Linked DNA regions of Sus scrofa: region 2 is linked to region 1. The links are chromatin contacts, called in public Hi-C maps. All regions are on one chromosome and are shown on one strand. Each heading gives the region's core, a stretch centred on a gene start, on an enhancer-like site or on the middle of the called end of the contact. The rest is flanking DNA. Distances are from core to core; before and after follow the strand shown. Region 1 has its middle 240 kb from the start of TRIB2. Region 2 has its middle 26 kb from the start of NTSR2.

What was found. A called contact is a pair of places that touch in the nucleus more often than the background predicts.
Region 2: a Hi-C map of embryonic fibroblasts shows a contact between it and region 1, with 2.2 times the contacts expected there. The contact joins two enhancer-like sites. A contact is called at or near these places in 4 of 47 Hi-C or Micro-C datasets (embryonic fibroblasts, fibroblasts, mesenteric adipose tissue and 1 more).

The regions. Positions count from the first base shown.
Region 1 is chr3:123,954,090-123,956,914 of Sscrofa11.1, reverse strand. No RefSeq gene overlaps it. Among named protein-coding and RNA genes, the nearest start is that of TRIB2, 240 kb to the left of the region's middle. Within about 2 kb of position 1,459, at least 13 of the 83 cell types and tissues checked have an H3K27ac peak or open chromatin away from gene starts, as enhancers often do. A contact at or near this core is called in embryonic fibroblasts, where this site is marked.
Region 2 is chr3:125,054,910-125,057,998 of Sscrofa11.1, reverse strand. It overlaps a transcript of LPIN1 not described here. Among named protein-coding and RNA genes, the nearest start is that of NTSR2, 26 kb to the left of the region's middle. Within about 2 kb of position 1,503, at least 20 of the 83 cell types and tissues checked have an H3K27ac peak or open chromatin away from gene starts, as enhancers often do. A contact at or near this core is called in embryonic fibroblasts, where this site is marked.

The DNA.
Region 1 (2,825 bases), core at 210-2,709:
TCCCGTTCCCTCCCCCTTGGCAACCACACATTTGTTCTCTATTGCATCTTCCTCCTAAGCTTCCCAGCCATCCAGACAAGATTAAAGAAACCCAGGAAGAGCAGTCACTCCCTGAACATAAGCCATAGAGCAGCATAAAGAGTGGAAAGAGGGCTGCGCCGATAGGAATCCAAGGCCTGTACTGGAGTCCAGGCCAAGCGCTGGACTGGACGGTTTGGCCGGTGCGCTTCAGCTGTTCTACCTCTAAGATGTTCACAGGGCATTCCTCAAGAGCAAAAACAGTAGTGCCCTCCCTCTGTGTCCCCAGGCACAGTGCAAGCACTCAGTAAATAATTGTGTTTTACAGCTGACTCTCCTGATCATGGATTTGGTGATGTTTGAATGAGATAAGATTATTCATAATGCTTTTAATAAAATCATCATATGTGTATTCTATGAGTTAGTACCCCATTAAACTCGGTCCTTAAAAACACAGATTCCATGGGGGATACCCGTGGGATCAGTTGTATGTTCCAACCTAGCTCTCCTCTTTCCATAGGGTTCCTTAAACCAAACCAACAAGCTCTGGCTGCATGGTAGGTCTCAGGGCTGGGCGTCACATCCTCCAAGATTTAGAGCGCCTAGCTGGAGAGTAAACCAGTACCCTGTAGGCTAGATAGTCCTTCTCTATCTGACAAGGTTTTCTGTCCTCTTTGGTGGGCTCTGCAGCTCTGAGACAGCCACTCAGTGATGAAGGAGGAAGTCTGATATGTTCCTCCTGCCCTCAGCATCCACATGGCATGTAGGTTCCCAACTGCATTGCCCTCACAATCTACAAAACGAAAATAAAACATAAGCTTGACTCTCAGTAATTGGTGAGACAGCTATGCACTCAAGAATAAAACTATAAATTTAATAGTAAGAAAACATCTATAATGACTGAGATAGAATAGATGTGCCATGTGTTTAGAAGCAGGGGGTGTTCAAGGCCCGGAGTTGGCAGAAAATGCTTCCTGGATGCAGAGATACTTAACGTGGATCTTGAAAGAGGCTTTGTATGAGGAATGAGACTTGAAAGTAACTCTGGACCTCGGGCCTTGGGCAAGAAAAATAGCATACATTCATGTGTAATGCAGGCAGGATGAGTGTGGGGGCCAGGGGTGATTATGCAAAGAGAGAGCTGAAGATGAGAAAAGGCAGGTCAAGTAGGATCAGAATGTGGTGCTGCTTTTTTGTTGGTGACAGGAAGTCCATGATTGATGGCTTTTAAGCAGAGGAATGACATGGTCAGACTAGCGTTTTAGAAAAAAAATATTATTCTGGTAACAGTGTTTGGAAAAGGGATTGCACAAGCAGAGTAGAAATGGGAAATGAACCCTGTTGGGGTGTGTTACCCACCTAAGCTCTGGACTATGCCTTCCTGGACCAAAACATCCTCGGGGGTCAACATGGTCAGGTCAAGGAACATGGGCAAAACATCCTGCTCCCATTACACAACAGCTGCTTGGGGATCCACGGGATGAGTCACTCGTTACTGGAAGGAGTCTCAGTGGTGATGTTTAGGAAAAGCCTTTGCACACAATCTGTTTAAAGAGTGCAAAGGGCAAAAGACTTGGAATAATAATGACTGTCTGTGAAGCTGTCCCAAAAAAGTGATTAGTGGGTCTGGGTAGAAGTGCTGCTAAGTCCTGAATGAGCTGCTTGGATCAAATGATCCTTTGCCAGACCAAACTGATGGACAGGTGCATTCAGTGGGGCCTGGAGTACGTGCGTTTCTCTGCAACCCTTTGGCAGGTACAGAAACACAGCTTGTGCTCTTCCCTTTCTGTTTCCCATGCATGACTTTGGCTCCAGGTATCTTGTGAATGAAGAAAGTGGGTCAAGCAAAGGGTATATTGCTGCAATCTGTTAAAGAAAACCAAATCCTAATGCCAAGATCAGAGGAAAATTCTCCTGGGGAGTGAGCCAATGTCACTGTCTTTGCTTGGAGAAATGTGGCCAATAATTATATTTGAACTGTGAAATAGAACGTTTTTCCCTCCTCCAGCTGGCAGAGGGATCTGGACCACATCTGTTAAATATTTATCAGTAGCAGATACCAGTTTATCTTAGTTTTACATTCATGCACTGATCATCAGGGTTTTTATCTCATTAAGCTAGAAAACTGCGGGTGGGACCTGATTTCTCTTACAGAGACTGGTGTAAGTTGTAAACCAGAGTCAAAGACAGAGTGACCCCGGAGCAGATAAAACTGTGCACACAGATGCTTTGCCCCCAGCTGCCATATAAACATGTGTTTTTTTCTCTAGCAACTGGGGTCTGAATTGAACGTTTGTAATCTTAGCTAACTCCCAACATTTTGCAAAGGTGACTTAAACGTAAAACTTTTCCTAGGATGTGTTACGCTTCATGATATAGGTGCATGGTATTTATAACTCTTCAGCGTCATTGCTTTGGATGAGAGAAATTTGGTGGTGAGCCAAGCTCAGTGAGTTCAGCCTCATGCCCAAATTTTCTGATTTTTTTCCCCTTCAAACATTAAATATAACTGGTATGGCTTTAAACTTGATTATCTGAAACTACCATATTTAGCTAACTGGTTACTCTTCCAAAACTCCACCTACTTGATTTCTGGCAAGAGTGTAACATGCAAAAGGAACAACAGTATTTTTCCAATCTGTCCATTTAAATGATTCAGCTCATTAACTTTTCTTTCTGCCAACATTTTTCCCAACTGGAAGAATTATCTAACATGGATATGCTGAGACATGATGGCAAAGGGGAGAGCATTGTATCATGAAGTAAAAGAGCAAAATTCATGTTGCAGCTCTGCTAAAGGCAGCCAT
Region 2 (3,089 bases), core at 254-2,753, 1.1 Mb before region 1:
AGCCTCGTTGAGAAGGTGATATTTCAAGGGGGTGAGGAGTCGGTCATTTGATTTGGGGAAAAAGGGTTCCTGGCAACGAGACCAACCAGGGCAAGGACGCTAAGGTGGAGCGTTTGGGGACGAGGAGGAGAGCAGGGAGTCCGGGATGGATGACGGGGGAGGGGGTGGGGCATCAGGAGACGAAGTCAGGGCCAGGGTTGTCACTGCAGTGGCTGAGGTCGCCACTGTGGCCTGGGTTCAATCCTTGGCCCAGGAACTTCCACATACTGTGGGCGCGGCCAAAATAATAATAACAATAAATAAAAAGCTTGATTAAGGACTGGATGCCCAGGTGCCATTGGTGATCTTGATGAAGACAGTTCTGGTAGAACAGTGGGGGAGGCAGGGGAGCCAGACTGAAGTGGGTTTAAGAGAGAACAAGAGGAACAGAATTGAAGAAAACCAGCACAGACGACCCTTAAGCATCATTCGCCAGAAACGGAATGGGCAGCAGGTGGACAGCAGGTGAAGGGAGGGGCCTTGATAGGCAGCAAAGAGACACCCCAAAGCGAGAGTGCGTTTCGCTGTTGACTGGCTGGACGGACAGTGGGAGAGGCGGTGCTGAGTAAGAGCCCTTCGCTCTTCCCTGGTGCTGGGCGAGGGCTTCCTGGCCAGAGCAGGGGGAGGCAGGACAAAGCCAGCTTCGTCCGTGGCCCAGCCAGCCCGGGGTAGCCTGAAGGTGCTTCCTCCTGGCCCCGCATCTGGCCACAGGCCACCAGGAGCTGCTGCTCCGAGCTTGGAGGCCCTCGTGACCCGTTTCCCTGCCATGTGGATTCTCGCCCGCTTTCAGCCTTGCAAACACCCTCTGCCTTCACAGCTGAGCTCCGCTGTCACGGCCCCGTGCCTTCCACGCGCTCCTGTCCCCTCCCCTGTCACGCTCTCTTTTACATGGTTCTCCAGGTTAGCAGGGGTGGGGCCCCGGGACTCCGTCAGAACAGGGACCCCCAGCCTGTCTCTGGGTCCCCAGCCTCTGGCCCAGAAAAGGATGTTTGTTCCCAAGAGCAGAGCTGTGTCCCATGAGAACAGACACATGGTCCCCTAGCTCGAGACCCAAGAAGGGTGCACCTTTTTCTGTGGAGCTCTGGCTTGTTGCCACTTCGTATTTAAGCGGAGCTGTCATTCAACTAGGCGGCCCTGAAACCCAAGGCCCCGTGTGTGCCCCAAGGCCAGCCTCCCGCACATTCCAGAAGCCTCGCCCAGCTCATGTGTCTGTGGCAGCCCTGGGCTCTGTCTGCCCTTCAGGCTGGAGCAGCAGCAGCCTCTGGGGGCTGGGGACCAATGCTGGGGCAGGGATTGGGGTGGGGGGCTGGAAGGAGCCCCCCCAGCCACTCTGGGCCACACCAGGCTTGGGCTTCTGCATCTGCCCTTTGGCAAAAGCCTGCGGCTGGTCCGAGGCATCTGTGCATCACCGCGTAGGAATTCAGCCTGCCTCCCCAGCCCTGGGAAGCTTGTGTTCGCCAAACCTTGCTGGTTCCTTTCCTGCCTGTCGTGTGTAGTGACGAGGTCTGCCCTGGGGACAGGGAAAGGCCAGCCTCACAGGTCTTGGAGCTCTTGATTGGCTGTCTTGGTGGCTGAAAAGCTGACTCCCACCTGATTAGCCTCTTGGCTGTGGGCACCTGGCAGGCAGAGCCTGGTACCCAGCCCCTCCTGAGCCCGCCCGCTCCATTTACGGCTCTCTCTTCACCATCTCCCCAGGCCAGGAGCAAGCCCCACCACGGGTCACATGCCACTCTCAAGGGGAGCTTGTCACACTCAGCTTCAGGTAACGTGTCAACCTGGAAGAGTCCAGCTTCACACACACAGTCCCAGCCAGGGCGTAGGTGGCCTGGCGTGGCTGGAGAATGTCACTGCATCCAGCAGCCGACTGCGTGGTCATTTTCTCCCCAGCTGCTGGCCACCTTTCCCTCCAGTGCCCCTTCCCGCAGGTCCCAATTCCCCAGGGTCGTGAATGTTTGTCTTCACGGGTTAGCTCAGCCCGTGGAGCTCTGGGGCGAGGCTGGACCCGACGGGGCGCGGGGGGAGGAGGGGGGCATGTGGCATCCTGATTCTTCTGCTGTCCCTGCTCTTGGCTGCTGCCCGCGCTCCAGCCTGGCAGGGGGCCAGCGTGGCCACAGCTGTCTCGGGAGACCAGAAGCTTTCGCCGAAGGACCTGGATGAGCACAAGGTCAAGAGGCTTTCTCTGAGTTCTTTACGTAAAAGTCCTTCCCAGAATCAGGGCTGCCGTGACTCCCCCACCTCGCCCGTCTCTCCCAAGAAATGTGAGATCACCCTCCCGTGGCTGTAAGGTCCCCAGAGGCGGCAGTTTCTCCATCGTCTTGGTGGTTGTTTCTAAGTAGAAACCCACTCACTTCGGAGACAATGGATCAGGGCTTGACGTTTGCTCCCAGTCACGCCTTCCCATCTTACCTGATGCCATTCCCGTCCCCCCGTCATAAACTCTTTTCCCTCAGAGCCGCTGGATGTGTGGAGCGTGTTTCCTCTGTGGACACTGTCGGGAAAGAGTTTGCTCTGTTGGTTCTCCCTGCAGGTTTTTTATATCTTCAAAGATGAGCTTATGGAGCCAGACAAATATCGCATTGACAGATGTTATAGGAAAGCTATTTTTAAATTTTTTTATTGTTTGGACCCCCAGGCTGGGGTCCAATTGGAGCTGCAGCTGCCGGCCTACACCGGAGCCACAGCCACACCAGATCTGAGCCGCATCTGTGACCTACACCACAGCTCACAGCAATGCCAGATCCTTAACCCACTGAGCGAGGCCAGGGATCGAACCTGCAACCTCTTGGATACTAGTCAGATTCAGTAACTGCTGAGCCACAACGGGAACTCCAGGAAAGCTATTTTTATTTATTTATTTATTTTTCCAGGAAAGCTCTTTTAAAATTGAGATATAGTTGACATGCAGCATCATGTTAGTTTCAGGGATACAACATAAGGATTTGCGATATCACAGATCGTGAAATCATTGCCGCAGGAAGTCTCGTTAACATCCATCGCTGTATGTAGTTACGTATTTTTCTCTCGTGATGAGAACTTTTATTTTTTAAAAT